Linked DNA regions of Sus scrofa: region 1 is linked to region 2. A link is a contact called in public Hi-C data. All regions are on one chromosome and are shown on one strand. The core of a region is the stretch at or near the end of the contact, and the rest is flanking DNA. Distances in the headings are between cores, read along the strand shown. Region 1 overlaps EFCAB5 (EF-hand calcium-binding domain-containing protein 5). Region 2 holds the start of EFCAB5 (EF-hand calcium-binding domain-containing protein 5).

Evidence for each region. A called contact is a pair of places that touch in the nucleus more often than the background predicts.
Region 1: a Hi-C map of embryonic fibroblasts shows a contact between it and region 2, with 6 times the contacts expected there. The contact joins the enhancer-like site here to the promoter of EFCAB5 in region 2. A contact is called at or near these places in 3 of 47 Hi-C or Micro-C datasets (embryonic fibroblasts, epiblast stem cells and fetal heart ventricle) and 1 of 2 datasets of contacts at active chromatin or transcription factors (alveolar macrophages).

What each region holds. Positions count from the first base shown.
Region 1 is chr12:46,194,745-46,200,380 of Sscrofa11.1, forward strand. The region is part of intron 23 of EFCAB5 (EF-hand calcium-binding domain-containing protein 5); the gene reads left to right. Among named protein-coding and RNA genes, the nearest start is that of NSRP1, 14 kb to the right of the region's middle. Within about 2 kb of position 1,762, at least 10 of the 83 cell types and tissues checked have an H3K27ac peak or open chromatin away from gene starts, as enhancers often do.
Region 2 is chr12:46,082,359-46,087,722 of Sscrofa11.1, forward strand. It overlaps EFCAB5 (EF-hand calcium-binding domain-containing protein 5), which reads left to right and starts at 2,857. Exons shown (of 24, transcript XM_013981195.2): 1 at 2,857-3,214. It overlaps SSH2 (protein phosphatase Slingshot homolog 2), which reads right to left and starts at 3,362. Exons shown (of 20, transcript XM_021067518.1): 1 at 3,196-3,362. The coding sequence starts at 3,258.

The DNA of each region.
Region 1 (5,636 bases), core at 512-3,011, 110 kb after region 2:
ATTTTTTTTTTTTAACTTATTAAAAAACCTAGGAGTTCCTGTCGTGGCACAGTGGTTAACGAATCTGACTAGGAACCATGAGGTTGTGGGTTCGACCCCTGGCTTTGCTCAATGGGTTAAGGATCTGGTGTTGCCATGAGCTGTGGTGTAGGTCGCAGACGCCACTCGGATCCCACGTTGCTGTGGCTCTGGCGTAGGCTGGCAGCTACAGCTCCGATTGGACCCCTAGCCTGGGAACCTCCATATGCTGCAGGAAGCAGCCCTAGAAAAGACAAATAAATAAATAATCTCATCATTAGTTGGGAAAATGGCTCTGTAGAAATCCCTCACTAAGCCCTCCCTCTCTCCCCTCCCAGCCCCCTCCTCTCTTTGGAGACCCTGGACCAAGTCAGAAGGTTTTCTGGGTTTCTGTGACACATATATTAGGCAGAGAGGCTCAGCACCAGATTCTTAGGACAAGAGGAAGGAAAAGGAAACCCAGAGGAAAACAGCTCCACTCCTCAGGGTGTTTGGGGCATCAGAAACACGAAGCAGTGAGCCAGGGCGGACGGATGAGAGAGAGAGGTTCTCTGGCTTAGGAAGGAGAGATAATCCCAGAAGTTTGGGAGTACTAGATACAAGATTCACATACAAGTCAATACGAGTTAATCTGGAACGAGAGTGATGTAAGCAAAGCTTAGACTTTCTATTGTAACGGCTTCTATGTAGCCTCAGAGCTGCGGGCTGATTCACAGGAGTCTCTGGAATTCATTGCTGGTAGAGTTATCACTTCCTCTGAGGTGCTATTTAAGGAAAACAGTAAGAGCAGCAACAATAAAAACGAATACTTGTTCACTGTATACTGTATACACTGCTTGGTCTACACTTGTTCATTGTTCACTGAGGACCTAAAAATCCAAAAGAAATGTTTTCTATGTCAGTGCCTGGTTGCTGCTCTTCCCTTTGGAGTAGATTTAGGCCATGTCATGGGCACAGCACTACCCCATGTGTGACAGGTTTGTCTGATTGACATTCTTCCTAAGCCCCCACTCATCACTTTGGTCCCCATCCAGCCTGCCAGCCTCTTGGCCTAGAGCCAGAGCCTGCTGCCAGGGTCACTTGTGTCCCTTCAGACTGACACTCCCCTTCTTGAGCAAGGACTGAGGCATAGCTGCTAGGGTCCAATCCAGTCCCTCTGTCAGGATGAGGGTGAGGAGCAGACCCCTCCCCTCTCCACCTTGAAGGTGCGTTCAGGCTCTCAGCCCTTAATAAGGCCCTTCCCTGTCAAAGGCCTCTGCCATGGCATTATATCCATGCTTCAAGGGAATCTTTTCAGGCTCCACCTCTGATTTGCCTATCAGAACTACCTCCTGTTCTCATGTATGTCTCCTTTGTTTCAGGAAAATATGCAAATTTCTGTTTCCTCTGTTTGGCCCCACTTTGCTGCCTAGCTGATTCCTGAGCAGCCTTGATCCCCAATGCTCCCCACCACTTTCTTTTCCAACAGTGTCCTCAGGTGGCAGGAATTTCAATTGCAGTTAACAGAGCTGAATTGAGCCAGAAGATACTAGGCCCTAGGCTCCCCTACCACCACCAGGCCTTGAGCAGCATCACAGTCTCGGCAACAATCAAGAATGTTCACAGACCGCGCAGATGCCATCCCCTTTCTCCTTCAGATGCAGTCGAATCAGGAAATTCTAAGTTCCGCATTTGGGGATAAGAAGGGGGACTCTGTGGGGCACCCTTCTGTCTGTCTCAGAAAAAGAGGACTCTTCGAAGAGCAATCTGTTGCTCAAGTTTATGGGAGCCTTCTAGCTGCAGCTAAGGCCCCCATTCAGTGACTCCACCCAGCATGAAAGGCCACCAGCAATATCTGTTGGTTCTGCCCAGGATGAGGGGGACTGTTGGCATAGCTCCTAATTCACCAAGCCTGTGAGAAGATAGAGTACAGGCTGGTGATGGCCCACCCTTTCGTAGGGCCTCTGCTTCCAACTCTCACCCTACCTCATCCTAGTTCTAGAAAGCTTTTCTTAATGTTTAGAAAAGGCATACTTTCATTTTCCCCCCAGTTTTTTTGAGATAATAACATATAACATTGTATTAGCTTAAGGTGTACAACATAATGATTTGATGTATGCATATACTGTGAAATGATCACCACAATAGGTTTAGTGAACATCTGTCATCTTACATAGTTAACAAATTTTTTTCTTAAGGTGACAATTTTTTTTTTTTTTTTTTTTTTTTTTGTCTTTTTGCCATTTCTTGGGCCGCTCCCACGGCATATGGATGTTCCCAGGCTAGGGGTTGAATCGGAGCTGCAGCTGCCAGCCTACGCCAGAGCCACAACAACACGGGATCCGAGCCGCATCTACGACCTATACCACAGCTCACAGCAACGCCGGATCCTTAACCCACTGAGCAAGGGCAGGGATCGAACCCGCAACCTCATGGTTCCTAGTTGGATTCGTTAACCACTGCGCCACGACGGGAGCTCCCCTAAATTTATTTCTTTATTGAGATAACATTATGGGGTTTTTGGTTTGTTTGTTTGCTTTTTAGGGCTGCAGCCACAGCATATAGAAGTTCCCAGGCTAGGGGTCGAATTGGAGCTATAGCTGTTGGCCTACACCACAGCCACGGCAACATGGGATTCGAGCCACATCTGTGACCTACATCACAGCTCATGGCAACGCCTGATCCTTAACCCACTGAGCAAGGCCAGGGATTGAACCCACATCCTCGTGGATACTAGTCAGATTCATTTCCACTGAGCCATGATGGGAACTCCCAACATCATGTTTCACCTGTAAAACATTATAGTTCCACTTTTGTATATACTACCGCACATTCAAAACTACTGAAATTTTAGTTTCATTTGTCACCATCCATTAGTACCTTTTCCCATTTTCCCCTCCTCCTGCCCTTCCCATCTGGAAACCACTCTTAGCAGCTTTCAAATATACAACACAGTATTTTTAACTATAATCACAAGCCTAAAAATTACAGCCCTCGCCTCGGGAAACCACCAATCTTTTTTCTGTTTCTCTGAGTTCTGTTTTTGTTTGTTTGTTTGTATGTTTTTTAGTTTTCATGTATAAGTGAGGTCACAGTATTTGGCTTTCTCTGTCTGATTCATTTCACTTAGCCTAATGCCCTCAAGCTTCATCCATGTTGTTACAAATGGCAGGATTTCTTTATTTTTATGACTAAATAATATTCCACTATGTATATAATATTTTCTTTATTCATTCATCTGTCAGTGAACACCTAGATTGTTCCCATGTCTTGGTCATTGAAAGTAATGATGCAGTGAACATGGGGGTGCAATATCTCTTCAAGATATATATCCCAAAGTATATATTATATGATAGTTCTATTTGTGATGTTTTGAGCGGCCTCCATACTGTTTTCCATCATGGCTGCACCAAATTATATTCCCAACAACCATGCATGAGGGTTCTTTTTTCTCCACATTATGGCTAACACTTGTTATTTCTTTCTCTCTCTCTCTCTCTTTTTTTTTTGTAATAGTCATTCTAACAGGTGTGTTGTGATAGCTCACTACAGTTTTAACTTACTTTTCTAGAAAGGGTTATTTTATATTCAGGTGGAATTCCAGGCAGCTGTGTTCCAACTTTATATTGAGGCAGTCATATTTGAAGGAGCATTGGGCAGCTTTGTTCAGCATGCTTGGCTACCCAGGACTATGCCATTGCATGCAACTGTTGCTGACATCCTTGCTTGTGGGTGACCCATTGACTCCAGTGACCACTCCCAGACAGCTGTGCATAGCACATCAATAGCTCGCTACTCTCTGTTACTCTGCCTAAAGTGCTCCCAGAACCTGGTGTTTTCTCCCTAAAGACCCATGACTGGACCACCTTGTAAAGGATCTGTTCTTTCACTCCACTTTGGACCTCTGCTGCCAGCCTCACCTGGTTTTTCTGAAGGATGCCCCATACCTGTCCTATGGTCCCCTCCCAGTGGGTTTGGACAGATGGTGTCTACCAGGAAATGTTCTCAGACCTGGAGGGCAGAAGAGCTACCTCCTATTGCAAGTATGACCAGAATCACCTTGCTATCTAGAACCTGTACCTTCTGCAAGTAGCCATACTTTCTCCCCACACCTAAATCCAAGCGTCTACGTGTTCACAGACGCACTCAGCAGGAGGTCCCCAGGCCCTCCACTTTTCCTACAAGAGCCCCAGGGTTCCTCTTCCAAAGCAGCAGAGCCTCTGTGCTCCCACCATCTGTAAAGAAACTCAGGGGACTTCCTGTCGTGGCTCAGTGGTTAACGAATCTGACTGGGAACCATAAGGTTGCAGGTTCGATCCTGGCCTTGCTCAGTGGGTTAAGGATCCAGCGTTGCCGTGAGCTGTGGCGTAGGTCGCAGACGCAGCTGGGATCAGGCGTTGCTGCAGCTCTGATTAGACCCCTAGCCTGAGAACCTCCATATGCCGCAGGAGCGGCCCTAGGGAAAAAAAAAGGCAAAAAGCTAAAAAAAAAAAAAAAGAAAGAAACTCACCAGCTTCCTCAGTAAAACACCACCCTAACCCTCCAAGAATGTCAGTGAAGGGAGATGCCCCACCATCGGGGAAGGACTGCTGGACTTGTAGCCCTGAGTAACGTTTGCCCTCAAGATTCACCTTCCCCAGGAGATCTTTCCCTAATTGCTACCGACTCCACCATGGTGGCTCTGGTGAGTGCTGCTTGCCATCCTTCTTCATTCCAAACATGAGCCAAACTCCTTCCTTCACCTCCCACTGCACAGCTAAAGGTCAGATGGGATTCTACCAACCGTCCAGAAGTAAAAAATATGAATACAACACTGAACTGAATCTGCAAGTGTGAGGATGTGCCCAGTTCTTCTAAATGAGTCAGAATGAAATGAACAAGATACCAAGAACATTGCTTTGTGCTGTTAATTCGGCTTGGAATTGCTTACAATTGGAATAAAACTAATATATTTGTAAGAACTCAGTGTTTGGCCTGGCACAAACTTCAAATCAAGGTTTGATAACACAGAAAAAATGTATTTTTACTTCCTCATTTAACATGGATTCTTTCCTGACAAACTGAAAGCAGCCCCCTGCAGTGCTTTCAGGGCCATAGTAAATTAATGACATATTAAGTGACTGACTGCTATGGCAAATGTGAGTTCTCCTGCCTAAGTAAAAACTGATTGAGGAGTTCCCATCGTGGCTCAGCCATAATAAACCTGACTAGTATCCATGAGGATGAGGGTTCAAACCTGGCCTCATTCAGTGGGTTAAGGATCTGGCGTTGCCATGAACTCTGGTGTAGGAGGTGGCAGATGTGGCTCAGATCTGGTGTTGCTGTGGCTGTGGCTGGCAGCTGCAGCTCTGATTCAACCCTAGGCAGGGAACTTCCATATGTTGCAAGTCCGGCCCTAAAAAAGACAAAAAGAGGAAGAAGAAGGAGAAGGAGAAAATTCTAAATTTAAATTTTAGCTAATAAGTAATTAGTAAATCTTCATATGGTTTTCTATTTGTGTTTTGTTTTGATCTAAACTTATCTAATTCTGTGTCAAAGATTAAAAATTGGGGTTTAAATAAATTAAAAAAAAATGGAGTTCCCATCGTGGCGCAGCTGAAATGAATCTGACTAGGAACCATGAGGTTGCAGGTTCGCTA
Region 2 (5,364 bases), core at 1,607-4,106:
CCTTCCTCAAACTGGTCTATTTAAGTCCTTCAGATATGCCTTGTATGTTTCTGCCTCTAAGTCTAGGTGTACACAGCTTTCACTCCACTTGGAGTACCTCTCTGCTTTCCAGGTTATAGCTTGGCCTATAAAAATTCAATTTAGCTTTCAAGGCCTAGTTCAAAAGCCACCTAACTATGTATACTTCTCTTTGATTACCACAGGAAGGAAAAAGATGGAAGATTCTAAAGTTAGACACATCTGAGTGTCACTGGGTACATTCCTTAATAGCTCTTTACCTCAGTTTCATCCATAAGATGGGGATAATAGCAATTTCCCTCGGGCATATTGTGAGGAGTAAATAAATTACTCCAGTAAAGCACTTAGCATGATGCCTAGTATAGAGAAAGACTCAAGCAGTGTAGGTATCGTTATTATTCCTATTGCCACTAGTGAATTTATCTTAATTTGAATTCAGACAAACTTATAGCCATTACAAACTGGCTGCTCATGAATATAGAGTACTATTCCCCTCACTCCCTTTTTCTACTATTACCTCATGTCTGTTCCTCCTCCCGTCCCTGTCCCACCCCTCCAGCCCCCCATTCTTCCCAAGATTACATGACCCTGACAGATAGGGTCAAAATCTTATACATCTTAGCACTATAGTAGTCATTCACACCCAGTAGATGATCAATAGATTTGTATAATCCCTAATAAAAGAATATTGAAAAGCTGATAGTATTATCTTACCTCCTGCACTGAAAAAGCATACTAGAATAGTTAAAATGATTTATTAAAAAATCTAAATTTCCAGCCTCACAAAACTAAACCTCTCCTTTCATGGTTCTATAGATTCTTTATGATCTCTTTTAAAACAAACAACTCAACCTATTCATGCACCGAGAGATGCAACAGCAAATATATGCAGGTCAGACAGCAGCCAAATATTAGAACACAAGGGCCATGAGACAATGAAATGAAATAAGACAATTTAAAGGTAAAGGTAAACAGGCTCACAGTCAGGCTAAAAATGCTGATTGTTTCCCTTTCTCTCTCTCACACACACACACCCACACCAGTCCCAGGACTCCTTTACTTCCAGGGCCACACACAAACTGAAATAACCAGGCTACTATACCAAGTAGATGTAGAAATATGTCATTCAGTTCAACAACTGAGCCTACCACATGATCAATTTAATTACCTGTGTCAAAAAGTATCTATTAACATACCTCTAAAATAACCAAGTTTTGACTAATTAAGTCTTATTAAGTAGATACGGTATTACTATACACTAAACATTCACTTCCAGAAAATTAGTATGATAACATGAAATACATATATAATTATTATAGTATAAACTATTTTCAACAATGCCCAGGGAAAATTATGTCACTATAATACTGGTTCCTGGCTTACCTGCACAACTCAACTAAACTTCAGTTGCTTTCTCAGCCAAAATCAGGCCCAAACCCAAAAGGTAGAGCGAATTAAGATGGTCTGATGGTATTTTAATGACTTTCTAAAAACTAGCATATAAGAATAAAGTATATTGAATTTACATCCCTGATACTTGTCTTCAGAGGACCCTTAAATATTTCACTAGCTTTCACGTGCAGTTATTCTCAAATCACATAATCCTAAAAGTTGCAAAGAGCCTTAGAAGGCCCCCCCACCGCAGGAATTCTTTTTACCAACTCCTAGGCAAAAGGTCCTCCAGCCTTTGCTTTCAGCAATGGGCACTATTTTGCAAGACAGTCCACTCCACTGTTTGAAAATTCCTCCTTACAATGACTGGAAATCTGCCTCCTTGAACTTCTCTATCCAAGGATCTTAGCTAGTTCTGCTTTCTGGAAACAATACAAGGTAAGGTAATCTATGAAGTATAATCACCTATAGAATTAGGATACAGCTGCCAATTTGGCCACACAAAGTGCAAAAACTAGCACAAGAGAAAAAGAAACCAGCACCATACACAATAAAAATTTGAAATTCAGGAAACTATGTTGAAATTACAAACCAGGTTATTTTCAAGATATCAAAGTTCACACCTCACTTAAAATATAAATATTTAGATTAAGCAGAATTTTTACAGTGGAAGGTGGTACAGTGTTTACTGAATGCCTTTTTGCAAGTTGAAACCACTAAATCCACCAACACAGCTTTAAAAATTACAGTTCTGTAGGAAATTCAAAATGGTTTTTCCAATTGTTCATACATTCATTCGATCTTTTCCTTCTAAAACATCTGGATTTTTTTTTTTTTTTAAGATCCTATTTCGCCCCACTGGTGCAATATTTTATTTGAAAAACTAAACATTTGGGGGGGGGAGCCTAAAAGAATGGAGTGTATAGGAGTGGGGGTGGGGCGAGGAACCAAGGCTTAGAAGGGCCCAGCAGGAAAAGGCTGGTTACTGGGTATTTTCCTTCTGGAAGCACGCTTCACTGGCATAGGCATGTGAAGTAACGAGCCGTACACACGACCCAAGAACAAGAACGATCATGAGCAGCTGAGTGTAAGGCATAAATGTCTGTAAGATGTAAATGAATTGGCACTGGTCATCAAGCAGCGCCAGATGCTTTGGGACCTTGTAGGGGAAAGGTAAGAGATCCAAGGAGCAGAGACCGCGGCCACCCTTTGGAGGAGGCGAAGAAGGGAAGAAACCGAGGAGTAACTACCGTTCAGCAGTCCAATGAAGCCCGAACGGACAGAGCACAAGAAGGACAGCAAGGGACCAGGGGGAAAGCAGACACCCGGAGAGCCCGGAGAAGGGCGTGCAATGTGCGAATATTGAACGGGTCCACGAATTGGGTGTGGGTAAGGGGATGTGGGTGTGTGTTAGGGGCAACGATGGAGTCCCAGGGTCCTCTCCCTGCAGCGGAGCAACGGAGGGTGAAGGAAGGGGGAGGGCGAAAAGCAAGAATGACTCATTCCCGAAAGGAAGTGCTCAAGCCAGAGGAAGGCATGCCACAGGGGGGTTCGGGGCGAGGACTGTGAGGCGCCAGGTGCCCGGAGTGATGGGGGCACAAATCAACGTCCTGTAGTTCCCGCAGCTCGTCTTTAAGATGGGGGTGTGGGGGGGTTCGCGGCAGCCGAGTGCCAAGGCCTGGGAAGCGGCGCGGCGCGTGCGCAGTGGCGCTCGGCGGGACCCGCTGAGGCAAAGCGGAGCCGCAGTGACAGAAGCGAGCGGAGCGGCCGCCGGGAGGGACTCACCGAGGCGCAGGGGCTGGAGGTAGTGCTGGGGGTAGGCGACCGCTGGACCGTGACCAAAGCCATCTAGGCGCTGCTGGGCTGTTCCGGGCAGGGCATTCTTGTCCTGAGTGTGGGGGGCGGGAGGGTGACGGAGCCGGGATGGGGCAAGGGGTGTGGGGAAGGGGTGAGGGGAACGGGGAGGAGGACGAGGCCGCGGGAACGGCCGCAGGCTCCGCACCCACCACCGGACTCTCAAGACTGACGCGCCGAACGGGCAGCTGGCGGGCGGGCGGGCGGGCGGTTCGGCAGCTGCGGGGCACAATGAGCGCTCCCAGTGCGCAGGCGCCACCTGTCAGCAACCGCCTCTCCCCTCGGCGCGCGCCGCCGCCTCGCCGTAACCCTTGAGTTGCCGGAAGCCGGCCGGGTGTGTGCGCCTCGGGCCGCCGCCCCCTCCCGGGTTTCCTCCTGGGCTCTGGAATCGTGCAGTTTGGCCGTGCTGGGGGCTGGGGCTTGCGATGGGAGGCGGGGCGTAGGGGCTTGGGGCGTCTCTCGGGTCCCCACGCCTGAGGGATAACCGTTTTCTGAGGTGGGGCGCAGAGCCTAACCCACCTTAGTGAAAAGAAACTGAGGTGAAAAGCCTGAGGCAAACAAGTTTCCTGGTGGGAAAGGGCGCCGCGGGGTTTGAAACGCTTTCCCCGTGCGTGGGTGGGACTTACTGGGCTAGAGACTTTCCCTTTGACCCCGGCTCTCGGGGGATTTTTCTGAGCTTTTCCACCCTTCCGTCTCCGAGTCTGTGTTTTATGATGAGACTTTTTGAAAGGAAGATTTTAAAATTTAATACCTCGGGAGTCTTCCTCTATTTCCTTGGCCCGTGTCTAAGGACTCCTTCATTATTCTCGAGATGCAGAGAGGCTGAGCGAACCCGGGAGGCCGAGAAAGCTGGGCTCACAGACTTGTAAGGGTCCAACCGGCTATTTACCTCCCACTTGCTTTTTGCTGGAAGAAATTCTCTTAACTAGGATTTGCTCGTTGAGGTTTCCTCTCCTTCGTCTCTGGATGCCATTATTTCATAGACGTATGTGAAATGCCGAGATTAAGTATTTTAAAGAAATAGTTTTCTAAACGATAAATCATCAGTTGAACATAAGCCAACAATGTAATGAAAAATCGACATTAAAGGGGGGGTGGAAATGGCACTATGCAAATACTACTGATTGATTTCACAGAGAAAGAGAGTTGACAAAGCTATTTCTCAATTTGAGTGGATGTGCTGGTACATACTACCATATATATTAAAGCTGTAAAAACACATTCAGGAACTTGCAGTTATTAACCTACCACCTCCTGTTTGTCACTCAAACTCTCTTGGATCTTACTGCTTCTTGTAAACTGACAGAGCTGTCAGGAGCTCTTTCTGGCCACTGTATGGTTAAGTGCCACTAGAGCCCTCTGTGCTGAGCCTTTGTTCTCTCTCTGGGGCCCTGTGGTTGAAATAATTAGCAGGGAGGTTCCATCAAGAATCAGACACTGAGGGTCCCTGTACTGTACAGTCTTCCGTGGAATGTACTGCAGAGAAGCCAGCTGGTAGGCTTTTGCCCCCTGGTGGTGGTCAAGAGAGCCTGAGAGACAAAATTAAACAAAGCTGTATGGTTCACAATTAAACAATCTTGTGTTTTTCTCAGAGCTACTTAGTAAACAGGAAAAGAGAAGACAAAGTTCAGAATGAGAACTTTGAACCAAAGCTTTGGAAATCAAACAGGAAGCTATATTGCATAGGCAAAAAATATACATAGCTGAAAGCTGAATGAATTCAAATAAATGAAGTGTGGTTTATAAACCAAAGCATTATTCTAGATTATTCAAATCAATAGGTCTTAGTAATGTACTTATATGTTAGTTTTCTTACTGACTCAGGGACAGAAACACTGATTATATCTACTTTTGTGTAGCAACATAATCATAAATTCTTTTGGAAGATGAGAGACTTAATTCTATTAATCTTACAGTGGGAAAGAGCATTGCCCTAGGAATCAGAGACTTGGCTTCTAGTTCCAGCTCTGTAAAACCTCGAGCAAATGGTTTAAACTTTTTGAGCTTTAGCTTCTTCATTTCTGCAATGGAGCTCTAAGTCACAGTATCCTTGTGCTCAAATGAGATAATGTATGTAGTAAAGTGCAGTGTAAACCATAA